4 separate regions of the Mus musculus genome follow, and regions 1, 3 and 4 are each linked to region 2. The links are chromatin contacts, called in public Hi-C and capture Hi-C maps. All regions are on one chromosome and are shown on one strand. Each heading gives the region's core, a stretch centred on a gene start, on an enhancer-like site or on the middle of the called end of the contact. The rest is flanking DNA. Distances are from core to core; before and after follow the strand shown. Region 1 has its middle 150 kb from the start of Gm46300. Region 2 has its middle 24 kb from the start of Kcnj2. Region 3 has its middle 11 kb from the start of Gm46300. Region 4 has its middle 53 kb from the start of Gm46300.

The links. Hi-C and Micro-C count contacts between places; a contact is called where the count stands out from the background. Capture Hi-C pulls out chosen DNA fragments and counts their contacts.
Region 1: a contact with region 2 is called in a capture Hi-C map of bone marrow-derived macrophages, with 4 times the contacts expected there. The contact joins two enhancer-like sites. A contact is called at or near these places in 7 of 484 Hi-C or Micro-C datasets (bone marrow-derived macrophages, cortical neurons, granulocyte-monocyte progenitors and 4 more), 1 of 115 datasets of contacts at active chromatin or transcription factors (acute myeloid leukemia) and 1 of 9 other capture datasets (bone marrow-derived macrophages).
Region 3: a contact with region 2 is called in a Hi-C map of bone marrow-derived macrophages, with 26 read pairs. The contact joins two enhancer-like sites. A contact is called at or near these places in 2 of 15 datasets of contacts at CTCF or cohesin (the NIH/3T3 cell line and stem cell-derived epiblast-like cells), 88 of 484 Hi-C or Micro-C datasets (the AML12 cell line, the Ba/F3 cell line, DN2 thymocytes and 55 more), 6 of 115 datasets of contacts at active chromatin or transcription factors (astrocytes, bone marrow-derived dendritic cells, embryonic stem cells and 1 more) and 3 of 9 other capture datasets (adipose tissue, embryonic stem cells and pancreatic islet).
Region 4: a contact with region 2 is called in a Hi-C map of bone marrow-derived macrophages, with 21 read pairs. The contact joins two enhancer-like sites. A contact is called at or near these places in 1 of 15 datasets of contacts at CTCF or cohesin (the NIH/3T3 cell line), 3 of 484 Hi-C or Micro-C datasets (astrocytes, bone marrow-derived macrophages and cerebral cortex) and 1 of 115 datasets of contacts at active chromatin or transcription factors (a colorectal cancer cell line).

What each region holds. Positions count from the first base shown.
Region 1 is chr11:110,700,977-110,703,778 of GRCm38.p6, reverse strand. No RefSeq gene overlaps it. Among named protein-coding and RNA genes, the nearest start is that of Gm46300, 150 kb to the right of the region's middle. Within about 2 kb of position 1,473, at least 28 of the 459 cell types and tissues checked have an H3K27ac peak or open chromatin away from gene starts, as enhancers often do. A contact at or near this core is called in bone marrow-derived macrophages, where this site is marked.
Region 2 is chr11:111,041,092-111,044,005 of GRCm38.p6, reverse strand. No RefSeq gene overlaps it. Among named protein-coding and RNA genes, the nearest start is that of Kcnj2, 24 kb to the left of the region's middle. Within about 2 kb of position 1,600, at least 1 of the 459 cell types and tissues checked has an H3K27ac peak or open chromatin away from gene starts, as enhancers often do. A contact at or near this core is called in bone marrow-derived macrophages, where this site is marked.
Region 3 is chr11:110,560,733-110,563,949 of GRCm38.p6, reverse strand. No RefSeq gene overlaps it. Among named protein-coding and RNA genes, the nearest start is that of Gm46300, 11 kb to the right of the region's middle. Within about 2 kb of position 1,384, at least 13 of the 459 cell types and tissues checked have an H3K27ac peak or open chromatin away from gene starts, as enhancers often do. A contact at or near this core is called in bone marrow-derived macrophages, where this site is marked.
Region 4 is chr11:110,603,611-110,606,692 of GRCm38.p6, reverse strand. No RefSeq gene overlaps it. Among named protein-coding and RNA genes, the nearest start is that of Gm46300, 53 kb to the right of the region's middle. Within about 2 kb of position 1,507, at least 14 of the 459 cell types and tissues checked have an H3K27ac peak or open chromatin away from gene starts, as enhancers often do. A contact at or near this core is called in bone marrow-derived macrophages, where this site is marked.

The DNA.
Region 1 (2,802 bases), core at 224-2,723, 340 kb after region 2:
TGTCTTTGGTTTATACAAAGGGATGGTGCAGATGGCACAGCAGGAACAGAGGTCTATTTTTAGAAACAAGCCCATTTTAGCTTGAAGCACACAAAGTAGCCCAATGGGCCTATTTGGAAACGCAAGAGATGAACATTTGGGGGAAAGCCACCCACCACCACATACCTTTATTTCTTCATGACAACTCATCAAAATGGAGGCAGGAACAAAAACTACAGAGAACATGGCATTGGTGGTGGAGAGAAGAGTGGAATGGCAGGAGAGGGGATGCCTAGGCAGATCATGCACAGACCATTTGTACAATAGTACAGTTTCTGTCAGAAGCACTGTATTTTCTTTCACGAGTATACCCTTTTGGCCGTCACGTTGCCAGTGTGGCTAATGTCAGCCCTATGCTCCAAAGTATAGATCATATGGGGCAATCAGTGTCCTCTAATCCCAGATACCTGTCCTATGTAAGAATGATCACCATACTGGCATGTCAAATCCACTCGATTCTTGATCTACAGAGGAAAAGGCATCATGATTCCTGTCAACAATATCCTGTTGAGTAGTCACTATAAAGGCTAGACCGTGGAGATATATGTCCTGCACAAACCAGGGATGAGAAATGGTCCAGCTAACTGACATCCTTGGGACAAATGAAAGATCACAGCTTGCACAAATAGTCACTTTGGGCTTGGGCTAATGAGAGTGGTGTGTGTGATCACTTACAAAGGAGAGAAACCACATTCCCAGAATTCCCAGGGTGTTACTGGTGTAAATCACTCATCACGTTGGTCTCCAGTGTCCATGTAGCTCTGTGGGCATATGAATATAGTCCCTCCCAGAGAGCTCTGAACTGGATCAAGGGCTGCTATTCTTAAGGGCCCCAGAAACTGAAAAAGCAGAATATCTTAGGAATGGAAAACATCTTTGAAGCGAAGTATAAACAAATCAAAGACAAAATTTTTCCAGCTCAAGTGTTTTCCTAGTTCCAATGCAGTGCGATAGATTGAATCAAACCACCAAGGGAAATAATATGAAAAATGTACATTTCACTCTTAATAGAAAAGAGAAGGCTATGTGATAGATTTTTCACATGTCTGTTAATGAGTTTATAGCCCAAATGAATCCAATAATTGTGTTCGTTCCCTACTTCATCAGAAAACCACTGAACTTGAAAAATGAAAGTACCATACGGCTAGGATTGACTAAAATTTGGAACATTCTAGCAAGAACATAATCAGCTGCTGACAGTATCCATTCTACAACCATGATTGAAAAATCTCACTATTAGAATCCACAAAAATCCAAAGGCAAATAGCTGCACTTAACATCAACTACCGAGCCCACACTATACGGTGCATAGAAAGACAGTGCATGTCCCATCTACAGGAAGTTAGAATGTAAAATGTTGAAAGCCAAGAGGGACTCTGGAGGATGAGGACACTGTGTGCTCTGTTACAGAAATGCATTCATATTGCAAATTGTATTGCAAATTGCAAAACTCTACCAGAGGAAGTTCTGGCCACCAACTAAGAAGGCCGATTGGTTACACTGTGCAAAACCTCAAGATATGGGTGTGTGAAAGCCATATTCAAGGGAAAGAGAGACACGGGGAGGCCATAAGAAGGCAGGGAAAGAAGGGAAGAGAAGAGTGGGTGCGGGGACATGGAAGTGAGGGGAGAAGAAGAGAAGGAGAGAGGGAAGCAAAGAGGAGATGAGGAGGAAAGGGAGAAGGGAAAGAGAAGACGAGGGATATCTATCCAGCCTTACCCTCCATCCACCCCAGGCTCCAAATGTGTGGATAAAAAAAAAGACTCTTGAGAATTAATCCTATCGCATGTGTTGCATTGAACTAAGGAAGCAACCAACACCAACCGGAAATTTCCAGGCAAGTCATCTCAGAAGCCAGAAGAACTGTTCCTAGCAAAGCTCTGAACATCATGGCACAGCGAACATCAATCCCAAATGGGCCCTATTCCAATTCTCCTCTCACAACATGATGAAAAAAAAATTCCTTTATGTCACAAGGTATTGCAGTAACTTGTTGCACAGTGTTAGGGTGCCAGAACAGCATCTGTCCGCTAAAGTCAACATGTTTTAACCCCAAATTAGCACTTGAAAAAAATAATGGGTTGATTATGATGCAAAGTCTGAAATGAAGAGCAGAATAGTGAAGAAGTATCAGGGTTGTAGGATTGCTTCATTGTGCATTATGCAGGGAAGCAAGGGATAGGCATATCATAAGACATTTACGTGGTATCGAAGTGGAAGTACCGTAGCCCAGAGCGCTGAGGTCCAGCTTGGATATATTGAAGTCAGTGAGATCCACAGAATCAGCATATGGTCACTGAAGGCCCTGAAGGGGAAGGAGCCTGTCACCATCTGTGTGAGTTCATCAAGCCATCTAAGCAGGTCTGAGGTGAAGCTGTTTTGCCAACATAGACCATTCTGCTCTCTCAAACTTATACTCCGTTTGACCTTTATGATCAAAATCTAATTAAAAGTGCTGTTATTTTTAAAAGGTAGAGATAGTGTATTTGTCTCGTCCATTAAAGTGATGACTAATTGTTAACCTTCTTAACAGGCTGAATCACTGCCATGCCTTTCATTTCAACCTTTTGCAAAGCAAAGTCCAAAAGGAATTCAGATTGCAAAACAAAGTCTGCTAAAAAAAAAAAAATACAATTCACTTTCATCATATGATCAAAACAATTTCAAAGTGCTTTGCAACACTGCTAAGTCTAACCAAGCATAGTGAATTGACTAGATCTTTGACTCACTCAACATTACTATTTAGATTCTAATTAATTAATT
Region 2 (2,914 bases), core at 351-2,850:
AGTTGCTTTAATCCCCATTTAACAGAACAGAAAGGCTTTAAACATTTGCATTCATTTGCCTGAGGCCACATGGGGGATCCAAAGAGTTTGGATTCACATCAAGATCACTGACTATTATAGGTTTTAGTGTAAACTAGATGGTAAAAACAAAAAGAGAGCAACTGAGAAATGAAAATACAGAGGGAGTCTAAGGCATGCATGAACCAAATAGAGAGGGCTCACGATTCAGTTACATCTATCTGTAGCGGTGATTAAAAAATAAAAACACTTTAACAAATGCAACTTACGGGAGAAAGGGGTTATTCCAGCTCATAGTTAAAGGTACAGTCAACTGTAGTAAGAGGCTGAAGGTATCCAGGTCTTCCATTAGCCGGTCACATGAATCCCAGAGTCCGGAAACAGAGAGAAGGGAATATATTCTAATGCTAAGTCCTCCTTCTCCATTTATACTCTTTACAGTTCTAGTCAGGGAGTGGTCACCACCCGCTGTGGATGGATCACCTCCTCACTTAACACAACAAAGATGATAAACAGGCAGACACAAACTCACTCAGTGGTGATTCTAGTTTCTATCAAGTTGATAGTTAACATTGTCTCAAGAGGGAATGAACAGGATAGACATAATGTCAAAGAAACAGAGATAGAGACCAAAGATGGGTGGACGAACAGATGGATGGAGGTACAGACAGATAGACAGACAGATGGATGGACATGCGGGTGGATACTTAAAGTCAATGTTAACACGATAATATACCTGGGATGTTCTCTCTATATACCTCTATCTCTTTCTCCATTCTGTATCTCCCACACACTTCTCTCTTCTCTCTTTCCTCCATAAAGTGAGAGAGTTGTTGGACTTTACTGTTATCTAATACTTTGATCCTTGTCTGTATATGCCAAAGCAAACAGGCTTTGATGCAGTAAGACCATAACTATTTCATTTCTCAATTTGAAAATATAATATTTACTCCCTAGCAAGCAGGACTCTGTAGGCAAATGGACCGTCCTATCTTTCTCCACTCTTCAGCTCTGGATGCTGACAAAGTTGGAATTTAGAAGACAAGACGGAACAAAAATATTCTGTAAGCAAGTACTACAGATCTGTGAAGTACATACAATTTACTGGAGTGGAATGAGCATGCCTACAAAGCAAATCCTACTCAGTAATGAGAATTGTGATTTGTAAGCTATTTCCCCTCTGTGTGTGTGCATGATCATTCTGTAATTTACTGGTGATTACTACATACGTTCTGACTACTTTTCTTGTAATAAATAGAACTATTAATTATTAGATTCTCGATGGACACTATCCAGACATCCTTGACTATATATGTAGACCCAGAAAAACAGCCTGTGTGAACTCCAGTTTCTTCTTCTAATGTAATCTAGGTTGAGGAAGCCAAGGGAAGAGAGAGAACATGTAATCCATACTTAGACAGGGCCACACTTGCCTTCAGTGCGTACTACTTTCTGCCTTGAATGGTCACACTTTGATTATAGCTATTACTGCTAAAATGCACTCCAAATTGGAGAGGAGGGGAAAAAAACCAAGAAACCGAAAACCATACCAGATTTACTTCATGGGAAAACTTGTGTTGTCTTGTAACCACAAGGTGGCGCAATAGGGACCAAGAATGCTCAACCCCTAATAGAAAAGCAATTACTAGAGACATTTTCATAATAATTATTAATACTATTATTATCCCAGCATGGGAGGGGAACGATTAATTAAGCCCCACCCATAGCTGGGGAGCTACTGGCAAGTGGTGGCTTCTAGAAGAGGGAGAATCAGTTTGCTTCAGGGATGAGGACCGTGAGAGACTACCCAAGGCCCTGCAAAGGGTCCTACATCCATGTAAATGCAGTCAGTACTAAGTGGATGTAGTGGCTTTTAAAAGTAGCACGTGAAGTTGTCAAGGAACGATGGAGAGTTCTGGAAAAGAAGCTAGAGATCCAGGGCTGAGGGGTGGGTTTGGTCGAAGCATGTTACATGGATACATGAAACTCTCAAGCAGTAAAAATGAAATTTGAGAATAGCATAAACAGAAGTTTGTACGGTGGATGACCTCTCTTGGTTCATGTCACATATATAAGTTGTCCTTATCACAGCACTCATGCTGTTTCTTAGAATTTCCTCTCATTGTGGTGGATAAGCGGTATTCCCATCTTTTCCACATTCAGACTTTGTGGTCTTTATATAAACTACTCAAGGAACATAGATGTACTATCATAGAAAAGGATGGGAAAATAGATCAGAAAAACAAGATCAGCAATGATCACATTAACTACACTGTCAAGTTCTTACTGTGTACATTACATGATCAGATCATGGTAGGTTACTCATTAAAGGAAGACTCCCAACTGTACAGAGAGGAACTGGACACTGGAAATGTCCAGGTAAATTCACATTGAGCCAGAATTCTGAGAAGAGAGATCATAGGCTACATACTCCCTCTATTGGCATTGTCCTACCGATGTCCTAGAAAGTAGTTGGCTAATCAGAATTAGGAATTTATCTCTACAGGTATAGAAGTCCAAGATCAAGCCAGAGTGTATCTGACCCATGAAGAATGCTTCTCTCTGAACCCCACACAGTGGGAGGAGCAAGGAGTCCCTGGTCTGTTCTACAAGAGCACTGTCATCTCTTGTGAAGTCTCTTGACTTCACTTTGGACCAAGGACTCATCTCTCACTGCTATCAACTTGGGCATTGAGATCTCCTACATAGGACTATTAGGGGCACATAGACACATACACCAGAGGAATATACTAGCAACAGTCAGCATAAAGAGTGAGGGAAGGCAAGCAACAAACAAAGTGGGCAAGATGAGAAGTAGAGTGAGGAAGAACCATGACAACTGATGGCCATAAGGAACCCAGAAATATTCAAAGGAATATCTGTATTATAAGTATTC
Region 3 (3,217 bases), core at 135-2,634, 480 kb after region 2:
CCCTGTTACAAATAACATCCATTTCAGACGAAACGGTGTGGGAAAGACGAGATCAGCAGCGTGCCCTTTCTTCTTTTTCGCTTTGATCCATTTGCATCATTTCCTTGGAAATGTTGTCAGACTTGAGCTATTTAAATTTTTATTCATCTAAAAGCAAGTGCGGCGCTGTAACTACGATTATTGCTCATATTCGTGAACTTAAAAGATCGTCAACAACAATAACAATTTTTTTTTAAAAAAATCCTTTTTGATGATTTCCACCGGAAATCTTGAAACCCTGCTTCATGCCCTGACCTTCCTTCCTGCCTCAGTAAAGGTTCTCGTGAGACTCTTGGGAGAACAGACTCAACCCCACTCGGGAGGGAGCTGAGCTCTGGCTTCTGGAAAAAGGATGTTGTTTATATTTTAGTTCCTGTTTTCATCCTGGATGAAGTGCTGCTGCTGCTACCAGGTGCTTCTCCTTGTGTTATCAGCTTCTCCTCCAGACCTCAGCCTGCGGGAGGCAGCTTCCTGCAGCCTCCAGCGAAACTGGACGCTAAAAACAAGAGAGCGCCTGTCAAACGTGATCTTCGCAGCGTCACAGTTGCCAAGGTCAATCCTGTTGGTAAAACCATTTGAGTGATGGGGCCACGGACACAGAACAGTAGCAGAGCTACTGCGGAAGCGGGAATGGGAAAGAGAACGGAGCACAGGCATGGGCTAGGCACCAGCTATGGGAAGAGGGATTCCCAGTGATGGGTTGCAGAGACCAATTAAAATGACTTTTCTGAATGCAGTAAACAGAATACATTCCACATGGTGACTTCCAAATTGCTTTGTGCATATCTGATGGTCATGCTGTTCCCCGAAATAACATACTTAGCTACTCAGAGTAAATTGCTTTCGGTTCTTCTTCCAAAAGAAACTATCTTCACCTCTTCCAACAATTGCCAATGACTCAAAAAGACACAGGGGACCAATTTTGCTCCAAGATTCAATGGCAATTGGTTAGGTAATCAGAACATGGGGATGCTTAACTATGCACCTACGCCCCTGCTCAAAGCTTCTATGACACCCAGCCTAGAAAAAGATCCATCTCAGCTGGGTTCGCTCCCACACTGCGGGGAGATGAGCAAGTGGGCAAAGCTCACAGCGCTGGGAGTGGAGACAAACTGGAAGTCCCACTGAATTCCTGCTATAAGCTATACACTTTGATGCCTACTAACCAATAATAATAATAATAATAATAATAATAATAATAAAGAAGCTGCCTGCCTCATAGGCCGCATCCCTGAGGAAATGCATTTCCAAGGTTGTATCCTCTGAGTTATTAGTTATTGACGGTAAAGCAGACTTGACTTAGGAATTGGGAAAATATTGCCAGTTACACTTCCTCTAAGCCAGGCTTAGCTACTTCCCCCTCACTACTCATGAGTTCCTTCCTGCCCCAGGCGGTCAGCAGCAATGGCCTTGAAGTTCCCAAGGAGACTCAGACCCTCCCACCCCAGAAAGCTCACTGGACCCGCGAGCATATCTCAGTCATCATAGCATCGTGAAAAGTGTGAACATTATTTCCTCCCTTTTGGACAAACTAAAGGGGGAACACCAGGCAGACGGGTAATGAAGGGAAGCAATTTCCTAGAATTCTTTTTGAGAGTAGTTTTTATAGATTTCAGAAAATAGATTTTCAGAAAATAGATTTTTTCAGAAAACACAAATAATTGATTTTGAACAGAATTGGATTTCCTGGATTCATGTTAAAATCTTTCCAAAATCCCTAAGGGTGACAACTTTCCAGTCCTAGGGGGGGAAAAAGAAGAAGTTTCTAAATCAAATGGGAACTTGGACCCCTTCCTAATGAGCTGGAACAGAAGAGTTTCTAAAGAGGGAAATGCTTTGAATAAAGACCTTTCAGAATCTCAAACGTAATTGAGAAAAAAATAATTTATTAAAAGACAAGTCCTACTATTCCACATTTACAGATTTATTCTTTTTTTTTTTCTCTTTCTTCTTTTGGTTTTTCAAAACAGAGTTTCTCTGTGTAGCCCTGACTGTCCTGGAACTCACTCTGTAGACCAGGCTGGCCTCAAACTCAGAAATCCGCCTGCCTCTGCCTCCCGAGTGATGGGATTAAAGGAGTGTGCAACACTGCCCTGCACAGATTTATTCTTTTGACTCGGAACTGCATTCCAAAAATATTTGAGTGCCCAAAATCTATAGGCACAGTGTTAAACAGCAACTGTACATGCATGCATGCACTCAGACCCTACACATACAAATATGTACACGTATGCACATACACACATACCCTACACACCTATGCATGCACACGCACGCACACATAAGCACAAGCAGACAAAAGTTATCCTGAAGCTTTGAAACATCAAAACAACAATGTATAAGCCACAAAACAAAATTAAAAAGCCGTGACTTGGAAGAATGGGGTCAGGGGGGAGAGAGAGAGAGAGAAAGATCTAAAAACTGTAACTAATACTGGGAGATAGTCAAGGTCAAGTCAATAAAACCCTTCTCAGACAAGCATGGAGGTCTGAGTTTGATGCACTAGAACTCACACAAAATGTCAGGCTCAGCAGTAATCCCAGCTCTGGGGAAGTGGACTTAGGAGGGTCTTTGGGATTTTCTGGCCAGCCAGTCCAGCTAAGTCAGCAGCCCCAGGCTCAGTGAGAGACTCTGAAAATATTAAGTGGAGCATGACAATGAAGAGCAGCAGACTTTGACCTTTGGCCTCCAGGTGTAGAAACACACACACATACCTCCCCATCCATGAACATGTTCACATACTTACACAGACACACACACAACTGGAGCTGATACATGCAGGAAATAAGAGAGTCTTAAAATTCACTTTGGCACGCACCACAGTAATAATAGTTACAAAGGCGGATCCCACCTGGTGCTTAAGCTGCTGTGAAATTTTTTGCTGAGAAATGAAGGAATAATCACATGAACTCAGAGTGTTTTTTTCTGCATACCCTTATGAAGTACAGCAATTTTACAACATCCAATGCCACCCTAACCAAACAGATGACAACAAAAAAAACTGATAAACAAAGAGACAAGGTGTGTCTCTTGGTAGAGTACACACGCCTGCCTAAAATGCATCCAACCAGAGCACAGCCTGAATTGAAGTATGGCAGGTGAAGGAAATTACCCTCCCACGTATATCCGCTGTCAAGGAAATGGGCAATAGAGAGGACTGAAGAATTATTTTGTAGTG
Region 4 (3,082 bases), core at 258-2,757, 440 kb after region 2:
GAGGGAGGGAGGGAGGGAGAAAGGGAAGAAGGAAGGAAGGAAGGAAGGAAGGAAGAAAGGAAGGAAGGAAGGAAGGAAGGAAGGAAGGAAGGAAGGAAGGAAGGAAGAAAGGGGAAGGGGAAAGGGAAGGGGAAGGGGAAGGGAAGGGAAGGGAAGGGAAGGGAAGGGAAGGGAAGGGAAAGAGAGAGAGAGAGAGAGAGAGAGAGAGAGAGAGAGAGAGAGAGAGAGAGAGAGAAAGAGAAAGAGAGAAAGAGAGAGAGAAAGAGAAAGAGAGAAAGAGAGAAAGAGAGAGAGAAAGAGAGAAAGAGAGAAGAAAGAGAGAAAGAAAGAAAGAAAGAAAGAAAGAAAGAAAGAAAGAAAGAAAGAAAGAAAGAAAGAAAGAAAGAAAGAAAGAAAGAAAGAAAGAAAGAATTCTGCAGAACCTGGATGCTCTTAGTCAGAGAAAATGCCATAGTGACTTGGACAGACTTGTGCATTCCATCCACACCAATCCTACCTGCATTTTTATCTTCCTGTGAACCAGTTCCCTTGAAGAGAGACATGAACATCTCTGTTCATGGCAATGCAGACTCTGCCACTGAAACACCACCCCTATGGATCACAAGGGTTTTTAATGCATCTCATCTAACTGAAAACTGCAAGAGGCTTAGAATTAGTTCTTTACATGCCTAACACTGTTAGATCCACTGCCACAGTTCAGTGAAAAAAATATATATTTTTCCACTTCTTCCTGATTGCATTTTACCCTCCTCTGCCAAGAAAATTTACTACATTTTTTTTCATGAGTTTCCTCGTGTCAAGTGGAACTTTTTCATCCAAATTTCACTGCTCCAGCCCATATGTCTCTTCTTTCTTTTTGTGATTTTATTTTTTTGGGGGGGAGGAGGGTTAGGATACCACATAACAAAAATGTTTCTCTTATATTAATGTTTTTACTCAGACAAAGTAAACCATTGCTCCTCGGTATGCCATCCGGGAGCCAAGAAGGACATGACTCACTCATGCAGAGATTTTATTTAAGCCATTTGCTCAGTGATCCAAGTAGATTAAAGACAGATCTGCTGCCCTAGGAGTGGCACTGGGGTATCAAGGATCATTGCCACTTGGTAGATAAACCACATGCGGCTCCTATGGCGGCCACTTCCCTTAGTCTCTGTCAACCTCATTAAACATTGCGGCACCTGCATTTAACGGGCTCTGGTTGACTGGGGGAGTACACTTACTGAGTTCTTGAAATAACCCAATGTTAATACAGTGTTCCCCCATCCCAAACTCCTGGGATGCCTTGGGAAAGCGGGTCTACATTTCCCTTAAGGATTCTTGAGAAATGAAGAAAGCAAAAGGAGAGAGTGGCAGAGAAGAAAGGGGAACATGAAAAAGGGGAAATAAGAGAACAGAAATAAACCGAGAGAGAAAACATTGCAAGTTTCCATTATTCCTCTCTCTGCCAGAGAATCTGGAATGTTAAATGGCTGCAAATTGAGCGGCTCATGAGTAATGGATTTGGTCTCTACCACTAGGGGTCAGAAACCCAGGACGTGTAAATAATACTCACACTCTTGAAACAAGGAACAGATGATGATGTCCCTGCAAAAGATGAACCTCAGTTTTCTTATTTTTATAGAAAAATATGTCAATTCCAGCATTAGGACAAACATCAAGAATGTTGTAGACGTAGGCACTTCCCAGTGGGTGCACATCTCAGACCATGAGGACTTTATGTCAGCTTTAACATTTCAGAAGAAAAACTGTAACTGGGATTGTAGCTCAGGTGGTTAAGGGCTTTCCTAGCACGAGTGAGGCCCTAGGTTCCCTTGCCAACACCTGCAGAAAGGGAGTATGGGGCTGGCTACCTGTAATCTCAGCACTTGGGAGGTGGGAGCAGCTGGATTGTAAATTCAGCTACGTGGAAAATTCAAAGCCAGCCTGGGATGTGTGAAGCCTTATGACAAAAAATAAACTAATAGGTTAACTATTTTTTAATAAGGTAGTGCATTCATTTTAAAATGTGTTTTCCTAACTCTGTTCATATTTCTTCCCTACCTTCTTTATCTTTCTTAACAAGATGCTTTTCTTTTGTTTTTTGTTTTTTTTGTTTTTTGTTTTGGTTTGGAGAGAGAGATTGGGAGAGAGAGGGAGGGAGGGAGAGAGAGAGAGAGAGAGAGAGAGAGAGAGAGAGAGAGAGAGAGAGAGAGAGAGAGAGAGAGACCCTTCTTCTGGTCTCTTCCCCTTTGCCATGTCCTAAGAGTCCTTTTGTCCATTCCCAACCTTCCTGTTCATTGACCTTCAGCTTCTCTTGGTCCTTTTTCTATTGTATTAGGCTTTGTCCACATTTATAGTCATTCCTGTGTTCATATGTATGTGTGCACATGTATACACTACACTCCCATCAGCACATTACATCCCCACATCTTCACCACCAGCATTTCCTGTTTTATGTTATCCAATCTCACAGGAATCAGGTGGTTTCTCAAAGTAGTTTAGCTTAAATTCCCTTGAATACTAAAGATTTTGGTTTCTTTTTTAAAATAGTTATTGACCACTGATCTATATCTCTTGTGAACTGTTGATTTCAGCCAGTTGTGGTGGTACATGCCTTTAATCCTAACACTTGGGAGGCAGAGGAAGGTAGATCTCTGAGTTTGAACCAAGCCTGGCCTACAGAGAATATTTCCAGGACAGTCAGAGAAATCCTATCTTTAAAAAAAAATCCATTTGTTGATTTGCACGATTTGGTTTTCTTCTTTTTACTGGTGTTTAATTTTGCATTTCATTGTAAATCCTGGATACTAGCTCTCTGTCTTGGATATAACTGATAAAGATGGTCTCCTATTCCTTTAAGCTGTCTGCTCTCCTAACAGTTTGAAAGAATGTTTGTGTACTTTTGTTGTTAAGGAACCCACAATTTCAAGTGGAATGTTCAGACAACAAGTTACTTAATACATATTTAAGGCCTCCCTGTATAATACCATAAGTATGCTTGATTGGGCAGTGTTACATACAATAGAAGCATTGTAATAGAGAAAGTTGAAATGACTGGACAGTAACTGTGAGGCATTCTTCTTGTAGATAACATCAGGGC